Regions from separate parts of the Callithrix jacchus genome. Here region 1 is linked to region 2. The links are chromatin contacts, called in public Hi-C maps. All regions are on one chromosome and are shown on one strand. The core of a region is the stretch at or near the end of the contact, and the rest is flanking DNA. Distances in the headings are between cores, read along the strand shown.

Region 1 (5,672 bases), core at 8-2,507, 490 kb before region 2:
ATTTCCTTAGAGTACAGATATTAAGTCTCTTCAAATAGTAACTAGGAAATTGCAGTTTGCCTTCCTCCTAATAGCACTTTTTCTCAACACCTATTCTGTAGAGGAGGATAGCCAAAGAGAGAGAGAGTCTGTTTTCATTCGAACTGTGATGGTGGATACAATCAAGTGAGATTTACCAAAGCCCTTTGCCTGCAGTTGACAAGGGAATATTCTGCAAAGTCTATGTGTGTGTAGGGGGCACAGATGGTGGACCTGGGGAACATTAACACAAAGATCCTAAAGACTGGTTCTGCAATGGTTTTCTGTTGTGAACTGACCACAGTTTGGCTGCATTTATCCTTCAAGTCTTAGATGTGAGATCCTTCTTTCAATCCCAATTCTAAAACAAGTTCTCTCCTTTTCTCTGGGAAATTGTAGCTACAGACTGAGACTGTAAAATTCATTCACTTAACAAAAATCTATTCATCCCAGCTCTCTGTGAGGCACTGTCTTAGGTTCTGTGGGGGGATACAAAGATATATTCAAAATAGTCCCTATTCCAAGAATTTAAAATGAATCATCTAAAAAAATTACAATCTTTTGTAGTCTCAATATTCTGTGGGTGATTAGTACTTCAAACCCATATTGCACAATTAGTCAGAGGATGTTGAATCATCTTACCAAAAAATTATCATTGATACATTGAACTTACGGAGAAATCAAATCTTACCAGTTGATATTTTTTCTTTTTTTAGATGAAGTAACTGAAATGCTTAGAAGAAATTGTTTGCTTCAGACTGTGGACTGAGCTGAGATTATATAACCATCTTCGTTAGCATGTGAAGATGGTTATATAATGCTTGTAAAATCTTGATTGAAAACAATTTTTGAAGCCATAGGTACAACAGCAAATGTGAATTCATTAGTATGCCTTCATTCAGCAACACTGTTAATACGGCAATGCTGTATGATGGCTCCTGGACACCAAATATTTAGTGGGAGAGACTTTATTTCAGCTATCTCAGAAGAATATGTCAGATGCATTTCTCCTTTTTAATTCAAATCCATTAAATTGGAGTGTTTTCCCATTCTTTATCTATTTCCTCTCAGTCTATTCAGTCTTTAGTAAATATGCTAAAAGGATGATGAGCAGGAGATCAGGTGTGTCCATGTGCACCTGGAAACATTTTCTCTCTCTTGCTGGTGAAGGGAATGCTGGCAGAAGCGGACCTGTCACTCAGGCAGAGGGAACAGATGGAGTGAGAAAATTTCTACATACAGACAGCCCCAAGGAGCTGTGTGGAGAATGTACTCAACAGGCTTATCATTTTCAATCTGACTTCACACTGTATTTATGATTCTGTGAAAATGTCTGGTTTCTTTAACTGAACGCTGAGTTGAATTGCCTCGAAAACTTTATCTTAATCAAACAATAGCTCTATATGTAGCAAAAAAAAAAAAAAATCACAGACTTTCAAGGCTTGTGCATGAAAGACTGAGAGCAGAATTTTGTAGCTTAAATTTTACTTTTTAAGTGTGTCTACTTTTGAACACGGTATTGAGAAGATGTTGGATATGGGTGATTACTGGTAACATAACGAAAAGTGTATTATATACATTTGCATATATGTACCTATTATTTAATAAAATAAAGATGAAATGCAGATAAAAAAGTAAGCAGAATTACACTTTAGAAAAATAACTAGCTAAAAATTCAAGGACAAGTAACTAACCAATCATTACTGAGGTGGAATAAATTATATTGAACAGGGATTGATTTGAAGACAGTAAAGCCTGAGACACTATTCATTTTATCTGTGCTCTTCAAAAATTCTCAGACAATTGGAAGAAATGTGTTTATGGAAGGAAATAAATTACTTGTCTTTGATGGAAAAAAAGCTTTGAGATGTATAGATAGTAAGATTTCTCACAGTGGCTTACCCTTTTACAATAATGGTATTTCAAAAGACCAGTTTTACTATCTCATTGACCTTTAATTTCATGGCCTGACAGGGTCCACAAGGACCCCGGGACTAACAATTCAGGGGACTAAGTCAATCAATTTACCAAATGTAATGAGTGATTACCGTGTTATCTAAATGAGCTTTCCCAGAGAGTAAAACAAACAAATAAATAAGTCAAAAAGTTATTTCCAAAGCCACTATATTGCATCTTTATCATTTACACTAAATGATCATTGTTTTCTGAATTATAGGAAATGAGATATAGAAATCACATGACTTATTTGGTGCTATTCTCTTCCTCTACCCTTTTTGCCAGGTAATTGTCCAAGCTGCGCTGTAACAGTAAAGAGAGAGTGAAGGAATAGTATACTGCAGTGGGTTAAATACTGGCCCCTGTAATGGACTGAATCGTGTCACCATAAAATTCATATGTTGTAGCCCTAACCTCCCAAGGGACTGTATTGGAGATGTGGCCTTTAAGAACGTGATTAAGGTTAAATGAAATCAAAAGAGTGTAGCCCTCATAGATCCTATGGAATTAATATCCTTGTAAGAAGAGGATGAGACACCAGAGTGCTCTCCCTGCCACATGAGAATGCAGCAAGAAGATAGTCATTTGCATAGGCAGGAAGACTACCTTTACCATAACACAGACATGCTGGCATCCTGATCTCAACTTCCAGTCTCTACAACTATGAGAAAATAAATATCTGTGGTTTGTTAACCACCCATTCCATGCTATTTTGTTACGGCAGCCAGAGAAGACTAATACCCTTCCCAAAATACATGTCTGCCCAGAAGCTGTGAATGTGATCTCATTTAAAAATACGATCTTGGCAGATGTAACAGTTAAGGATCTCAAGAGGATATTATCCTGGATAACAGGGGACCATAATCAAATGGCAAATGTCCTTCAAGATAATAGAAGGCAAGAAGACACACAGAGGAGGAGGTAATATGAAGACGGAGACAGAAGTTGGGGTGATACATCTATAAGCCAGGGAACACTAAGGATGGCTGGCCTCAGTAGCTAGAAGAAGGCATTAAATGAACTCTCTTTCAGAGTCTCCAAAGTAAACTAACCCAGTTGGTACCTTGCCTTGAAACTTCTTATTCTCAGAACTATGAAAGCATAGTTTTAAATTGTGTTAAGCTACCAAATTTGGGCAACTTGTTACATTAGTGTTAAAAAAACTAATACGAGTGCTCATTTATAACCAATCCATCAGCTAGGTGTTAGTGAACACATTTCCTCACCAAAAGTTTGTTTGTGTATAATACCAAGAGGCAATGAAGAAAGGTTCCAGGGGTGTGTGTGTGTGTGTGTGTGTGTGTGTGTGTGTGTTTAATAGTTAATTACCATCCTCACATATCTGCCTCCAACAAATACTGATCTACCTCTGTCACTACAGTTGGCTTTTGCTGGAATTTCGTATAAATGAAAACATACATATAGTGTGTCATCTTTTATGACTAGTTTCTTTCATTTATACAATGCTTTTGAGATTTGTCCATGTTTTTGCACATATTAGAAGCTCGTTCTTTATATTGTTATGTAGTGTTTCATTAAATTAGGTACCCAAATTGATTTCTCTATTAACCAATAAATGGGCATTTTTGTTGTTTCTGGTTTTTGGCCATAATGCATAAGTCACTATAAATATTCAGGTTTATTGATTTGTGAATAGACATGCTTTCATGGTTCTTGGTATTTACTCAAGAATTGGTGGGTCATAAGGTAGCTCTATGGTTACTTTTTTGAGGAACTGACAGTCCTCTTTCCAAAGTTCTGCCCTATTTTACATCCCTGTCACTAATGTGCTAGGGTTCCAATTTCTCACATCCTTGTCAACACTTATTATTATACGTATTCCTGACTAAAACTATCCTGGTGTATGAGAATTGCCATCTCACTGCTGTTTCAATTTGCAATTCCCTAATGACTAATAATGTGGAGCATGTTTTCATATGCTTAATTGCCATTTACATATTTTTGTTGACCTATTTATTAATGTACATTTTGCTCATAATTTTACTGAGTTGTTTCTCTTCTGATAGATTAGTTATGGGTTATGTTTTGCACAGTCTTCTTTTTCTTTTATTGGCATGGCTTGTGAAAGAAAGTTTATTTCAATGTAGTTCAATTTACCAATTTTACCTTCTATGTGAATGTTTGTGTTTTATTTAAGAAATCTTTTACTAACCCAAGGTCACAAAGTTTTATTTTCTGTTCCTTTCTGTAATTTTCATAGGTTTAGTTTTTACATTTACATGTATGATGTTCCTTTTAGGATATGCATGAGGTAAGGGTCAAGGTTCATTTCTTATATATGAATAGACAATTGTTACAGAATCATTTGTCCAGATGATTATTCTTTCCTCATGGAATTACATTAGCACCTTTGTAAAAAAACAGTTGACATATAAATATGGATCTATACCTAAACTCTGGATTCTGTCTCACTGGTATCAGAAACTGCATTATCATAATTAATAAAGCTGTACAGTAAGTCATGAAATCAAGTATTATAAGATAAACAACATTACTACTTTTCAAAATGGTTTAAAAGTCCTTTGCAGTTCTCTTAGCTAGCCCCTCATAGCTTCGTTTCTAATCAATGTGTCAATTTCTAGAAAATAATAGTCAGATGGGATTTTGATTGATTATATTTCATTAACAAATCAATTTATGGAGGTTGATATCTACTATATTGAGTTTTCCTAGCCATGAACAAGGTATAGCTCTCCATTTATATAGCTCTTGTAAATCATTTCTCAGCAATGGTTATAGTTTTGAGTGTATAGGTGTTATATTCATTTAAAAAATATATACCTAAATATTGTTAGATTGTTATGCTATCATACATTTTTTAAAATTTTAATTTTCTTTTGATTATTCCTAATATACAGAATTCTAATTAATTTTTGTATATTGACTTTCAATCCTGCAACCTTGCTCAATACACTTATTAGTTCTATGGGCTTATGTGATTGTTCACTTTATGTGTCCACTTGACTGGACTATAGAGTGTTCAGACATTTGGCCAAACATTATCCTGTCTGTTTCTGTGAAAGCATTAACATTTAAATCAGTAGACTTGGAAAAGATACCTCCCTAATATGGGTGGGCCTCACTCAATCAGTTGAAGGCTTGACTAGAAAAAAAAAGCCAACCTCCAAGTAAGAATTCTTCCTGCCTGATGCTAGTGAACATTTAACTGGGACATTGACATTTTTTCTGGCTTTAGACTTGCACTAAAACATGCGCTCTTCCTAGGTTTTCAGCCTGCCAGTGTTTGGACAGATACCATTCCATAGACCCTCCTGGTTCTCAGGTCTTGAGGCCTAGACTAGAACAAAATCATCAGCTATCCTGGCTTTCCAGTTTGCCAACTCACCATGCAGATCTTGGGACTTGTTAGCCTCCATAAAAACATGAGCCAACTCCTTATAACAAACAAGTATGCACACACACACACACACACACACACACACACACGTTGATTCTACTAGAGAATCCTGACTAATAAAGCTTACTTACAGATACTTTGGAGCTATATATATGGACAGTCATAAAACATATCTACAAAAAATATTATAGCTAACATCATACTTAATGCTGAAAAACCCAAAGCTTTCCTACTAGGATCAGAAACAAGACAAGAATGTCTCCCCTCGCCATTCCTTTTCAATGGTTTGCTGGAAATCCTAGCTCATATAATAAGGTAA
Region 2 (6,113 bases), core at 2,056-4,555:
CCCATAATGTTGTTTGCTGCTGAAGCCACCAGCAGTGTTACAGTAAGATACCTCACTGATGTTGCTCTCCTTAGTGGCACCTAAAGCCGAAGCTACATCATGCCAATGCCAGGCTGAGGTTAATTGGCCTCTTTGTGAGAAAGCAATGATGCTGAGCTAAAGGATGTTAACGCTACAGGTGTTTTAACATCTTCCATATGGATTGCTGCCTGTGTTCTCACCTGAAATGAGAATATTGCTTTGCTGTATGTAGTATACAGATTGCAAAAAAGGCAGGGTCCACAAGTCTTACAGGGCTATTGATTAGCCATATCATAGACTTTACTTGTTTTTCTCTCTTCCTTGAATTCTATTTCTGTGAGTGCAACAGACACTCAAATGACTTCCATATCCAGTAATTATAGTCATTTCTCCTGACTAGCAAAGGACGTTACGATTAGGCCAAGGCTGTGAGCTTGAACTTTCCTTCCTCAGAATGTTTCTCAAGAAGTTCTTCCTGCGGTGGGCCAGTTTTCTGAAAGTCCATTTATTTCTGAATCCAAGTATAAGTAAGCTGTAATGTACCACTTTGTCGATGAGAAGACATCATTTAGAAAGCTGGTTAACTTATCCAAGATCACAGAGACATATGGAGGTAAAACCATAGAGCCATAAAACTTCCCCTTCTCACTTCTGCTTCGGTATCCACAGGATGTTCACGTAGCTAACAGAAGAACCTTGAGAAATACATCAGAAGTTCTAAGCAGTAGGCTTGCTTCATTTTACTGTGAAAAGACATTGGTCATAGTCACGTGGCAAGTGGCAAGGAAAAGATGTTCAAAGCCAGTGACTTGAGGAAATGATCGCTCCTGACAATAGCTGGAATATTTGCATGGCAACGGTGCTATGACACCAATCCATTCCATGAAAGCATCACATAAAAACAGAAACACAGGTCTAGTTTGTAGGAGTGAGAAGGGTAGGGGTGGGAGGAATAAAAGAAAAGAGCCAATAGTGCTTTACAAAACATACAATGTAAAGTACTAACTCTGTTGGGATTGTGAGAGAACAGGCCTCCCAGTTTGGAAAAATGTTCCTTTTTTCTTAACAGTTTAGATCAGGGTTCACAAATCTAAATACCTACGGTTGTCAAGCAGCTACTGTCAACAAGGGTCCTAGAGTGTAAAGGGAAAGAGAGTCCAGGCGAGGTGGCTCACGCTTGGAATCCCAGCACATTGCAAGGCCAAGGTGGGCGGATTGCCTGAGCTCAGGAGTTTGAGACCACCCAGGACAACATACTGAAATCCTGTCTCTACTAAAAATACAAAAATAAAAATAAAATTTAACCAGGTGTGGTGGTGCACGCCTGTGCCAGCTACTTGGGAGGCTGAGGCAGGAGAGTCACTTGAGCCCCAGAGGTGAAGGCTTCAGTGAGCCAAGATCGTGCCACTGTACCCCAGCTTGGGCCACAGAGTGAGACTCCACCTCAAAAAAAAAAAAAAAGGGAGAGAGAGAGAGAGACAGTGACTGTCAAAGAGTATCATCTGCCTCATCTAGAGGGTCAATGACTACTTGCCTTTAGCTGATTACTTGCATTGGAATAAGATCCCATATATCTAGGGCTTCTGGTTAGTATGAAAAAACTGGAATAACGAAGTTTTACGGTGAAATCTCCTGATTTTTAGGTGTTGGCTCCTTGTGAAACAAATTGTGTAGGCTTTAGGCAAAACGTAACAGAAATGTTGCTCAGAAATGGCCTGACCAGTTTGCAAGCTCTGTTCACATTCTGCTGACTCTGCTAATTGTCCTCCTTTGTTAGAGGTATGCATGTATCTTCCAAATATGCATATGTATGTTGTAAGTCCATGTTTAATTTCTCAGTTATCCATTTGACAATGTGAGGAAAAGAGCATGCCCGAAAGTGGCAGTGCTGGAAAACCTTGCCGAGAACAGACCGGATTGCTTCTTTCTAGCTGACATCATTATGGAAGACTTGGAATGCCAGAAGTCCACAGAACACACTGACTATCCCACTGCAGCCTCTCCTTTCCCTCTCTTTTCCCACCTCTGCACCTGCACCTCAAAGAGGTGGTGTTTTAGAATGGTATTTCTAACTTAAGACAACGTTCCACTAGCAAGAGGCGGATGGATGAAAATAACCTTTGCGGGTAAGGGGTAGACTCCCTGGATAGTGGGTGCAGGGTCTAATGGCAGAATTTGGAAGGGGGCAATTTTATGAAGTATCTATTACTAAGGAAACCGTTTCGAAGTTAGGTACCCATCAAGCAAGTCCCTGACCTTCTAAAACTTTTAAGTCTGGGGATGCTTTGCCTTGGGATGAAAACTAAAGGCATAGTTAATATGCAGCTTTGTAGAGAGCCAGAGTAGCCCACCTGTCTGGAGGAATCAGCAGCAGGCCTGCTGTGGGCTTTGGGTGTATACCAGAGAAGCAAAACCATAATAGGGGAATGTGTATGTCTCAGAGAAAGGCAGAGAGGCCTATAAAAAGATAACCAGATCTCACTGACCTTGCTGCAAGATAGTTGTTAGCTGAAGTATGTTAACTGAAGTATGATTTATAACCACAGGCTGTTCTAAGTAACGGCACCCTCCCTCTGCTATGTGCTTTGTGAACATATAAAATAAAGTACTCAGAGGCAGGTCGGGGCTGAAGAGACTGACATCATCAGCTTTTTGGACCACCTGGTCTAGATCACTGTGTTAGTCTGTGTGTCTTTGTTTATCCCCTGCCATTCCCTCTTAGATCTTCAAACACTTGTGCAGTGCGGAACGCAGCATGAGCCAGACAGTGTGAAGCTGCTTCCCTCCTACCTTACAGACCCTTTGTTTCACCAACACTTCAGAAAGTTTGATGTTCCCTTCAGCACTGAGTGGTGCAGGTGTAAAGTATAAAGGGTCGAAAAAGCTGTGACTGCTCTGTATTCACTCTCCCGCTACTGATTTCAGACAAGAAGCAACATTCCACCAGGGAAACCATGCCCATACATTCCACACAGGGGCCTCAGTAGAGTGACAAGTAGTGGCAGGAGACCTTCTAGGGAGACAGTCCAGCAGAGACATAAGCCAACCCACTGGTTTACAGATAGGTGCAGTACCAGGCAAGGTGACCTCTAAAAGAGAGGAAGACCAATGCTTGTGTCTAAATAGCGAGGTGGAATCATAGCTGTCATAATCACTACAGCACTTCAGATTTGGACAAGCAGCAGGTTGCAACCGTGGGTCCGAACGGAACTCTATGAATGAGCAAATAGGATCAAATCAAGGGGCTAGGAATCAAGCCTGGCCCGACAGAACTTGCATTTCCTTCACAGCCACCAGCAGAAATCAACTTCTCCATTTTACTCTAAGGATGCAATAGTGTCACCTAGTGGCAGCTGAAATTTGTCTGCTACTTAAAAATCATTAGGAAAGGATTGTAATGCTAAGAAGTCTATACACTATTTCAGATAATAGCAGAAACCTTATTTTTAAACTTCTATTCTATTTTTATACCTTAATGAGGCAAGGAATCATCCCAATATTTTATATGGAGGTTATTATTTTTCCCATTATGTAGAGAAGAGTCATGTATACTCCTCTCTGCTTTCTGCCTCTCTCTCCCAACAACAACAACAATAACAACAACAGCAACAACAAAATCTCAGGTAGGTACCACTATAAATTTGACTATAGAGATTTTAGGGCAGGGCGCAATACCTCATGGCTATAATCCCAGCTCAGAAGGCTGAGGTGGGAGAATCACTAGCAGCCAGGAGTTCCAGACCAGCCTGGGCAGCATAGCAAGATCCTGTCTCTACCAAAAGAAAAATTAAAAAGCCAGATGCGGTGTTGTGCACCTGTAGTCCTAGCTACTTGGGAGGCTGAGGCAGGAGGATCCTTTGAGCCCAGGAGTTCAAAGCTACAGTGAGCTATGATTGTATCATTGCACTCCAGCCTGGGTGGCAGAGCAAGAACCTGTCTCTAAAATTCTCTCTCTCTCTCTCTTTTTTTTTTTTTATGAGGTGGCATCTCACTCTGTCCCCCAGGCTGGAGTGCAATGGTGCAATCTCAGCTCACTGCAACCTCCACCTCCCGGGTTCGAGAAATTCTCCTGCCTCAGCCTCCAGTGTGACTGGGACTACAGGCACCCACCACCATTCCTGGCTAATTTTTTTTGTATTTTTAGTAGAGATGGGTTTTGATCATGTTGGCCAGGCTGATTTCAAACTCTCGACCTCATGATCCACCTGCCTCAGCCTCCCAAAGTGCTGAGATTATAGGTGCGAGCCACTGTGCCGGCCTAAAATCCTCTTTTAATGCCTTGATAATTATGAGACTATGAGGCGACAGTAGTTTATAATCATCCAATGTGCTGTTTTAAGCCATGCCTGGAAAGCTGTTTTAGTCTCCTTATACCTTAAGATTATCTTTTTATTTACCCACATGTAGTAAACCTATATGTGATGTTAGTTAAAAATCAATCAAGTCAATTAAATTTAAAGTCTACATATTTGCCAACTCAATGAGTATTCTCTGTGTTCAGACCTAGCTCCCCAAACATTGCCAACATAATGTACTGAAAAGACATGGAATTCTGTACACTGATTACAGTGCACCCTTCTTCTGTCTGATTCTAGCCCTGCACATGATCTTTAGCTGTTTTGCCTTTTGAACATTGTAGATCTGATAGATATATAGAACTTTTTCTGTATGGTAAAGATCTAACCCGACTTATCCCCTTCTCCTCCCAAAACAGTTTTTCCCTTCATTTGAAATTCATTTAAATATTCATTTACATGACGTACACATTTGTGAGCTTTTCAATTTTCATTTGAACTGCTTATAGCATATGCTTGATTCCTTCATAATGTGTAAAATGCTTTTAACTGGGGAAATTACATATTGATTGAAAAAAAATCTCTCAAAATTTGACCATTCTTTCATGAACTGGAGAGAAAAGTCCCTTTGTGTAACAAAAACAACTGTACTAAAATGCTCTAGCAATGAAAGAGTTAAAGAATACTTATAAATTAATCCCTTAAGGATCTTTCCTCGTGATCTCCCTCTATATTTCAACTTAAAAATAAATCGCTATTTAATGTAAAGGTTTCAAAACCTAAATATAATCATCTCCTTAAGTATTAATTTATCAAACATAAGATTATCATTTTAACATTCATTTAACAAACAATTTATCTGAGTGGCAAATATTAGACATTTACTGAATGACTTGTTTATTTACTTAGGTACTGAGGCCACACACTCCTTTTGAGAATTTTTTTAATTGCAATAATTTCTCCAGAAGTAAATTTGGGTGAGTTGCTTTCTTATTTCTCTTTCATTTCCTTAAGAAAACAAGAGTAAAATATAGTGGTGGGATAGGTACAAGGTAATGTGGAAAGTCACGCTCAAGAAAATGTAAAATAATTTTATTAATTTAACCTGTTCTGCTCTTTGAAAAAAAAATGCTAGATTATAAAATCCATCACTTGCCATCCAGGAAAACGCAATGTTACTTCAGTATTTCATTGAAAAACATATATAGGGATTTTTCTCTTTTTGGCAAGATTGCTATGAATTGGGAATATACAAAGGAAATCTTCTGAGATTTACTTTTAAAACTGCATCTAAAAAGCCATGGAAATTTGCCCACACTTTGAAGAGGATTTTATGAAGGCTAGCATTTTTAACCTATGACTGTCTATAAGCTGAAGATTTTTCAGACAGGTGAAAAGTTAACTATCCTTCAACCTGGTGTCACTAAAAGATTAAAAAGTGTGGATGAAGAATTAGTGCTGGCAGTCATCCTTAAAACAGAGAAATAGAAACCCATGTCTTAGGGGCCCAAAGTCTTCTGAAATACCTTCAGCAAATTGCTTCATGTGGGACTCCCATTCATAGCAACGTATTACTTTGTTTTCATAGCAAAGTGGCCTAGGGCATATTTTCTAGAGCCAGAAATCTGAACTTTGCTTTATTTTAGCTAGGCTTAGTCTTTTGCATGGTTTCAGTCTATTGTACATATTTCTTCCATTTTATTTATAAGGCTTTGATGAATTTTATTTAAATGTACACACAGTAGTATATACGTACACACATATATGTGAATTGAATGCCTATTGGAGAGTTTTAGA

Evidence for each region. Hi-C and Micro-C count contacts between places; a contact is called where the count stands out from the background.
Region 1: a contact with region 2 is called in a Hi-C map of induced pluripotent stem cells, with 4 times the contacts expected there. The contact joins two enhancer-like sites. A contact is called at or near these places in 2 of 3 Hi-C or Micro-C datasets (induced pluripotent stem cells and skeletal muscle).

Annotation. Positions count from the first base shown.
Region 1 is chr3:15,749,111-15,754,782 of calJac240_pri, reverse strand. No RefSeq gene overlaps it. Among named protein-coding and RNA genes, the nearest start is that of GPM6A, 430 kb to the right of the region's middle. Within about 2 kb of position 1,257, at least 4 of the 16 cell types and tissues checked have an H3K27ac peak or open chromatin away from gene starts, as enhancers often do.
Region 2 is chr3:15,258,028-15,264,140 of calJac240_pri, reverse strand. No RefSeq gene overlaps it. Among named protein-coding and RNA genes, the nearest start is that of WDR17, 11 kb to the right of the region's middle. Within about 2 kb of position 3,305, at least 2 of the 16 cell types and tissues checked have an H3K27ac peak or open chromatin away from gene starts, as enhancers often do.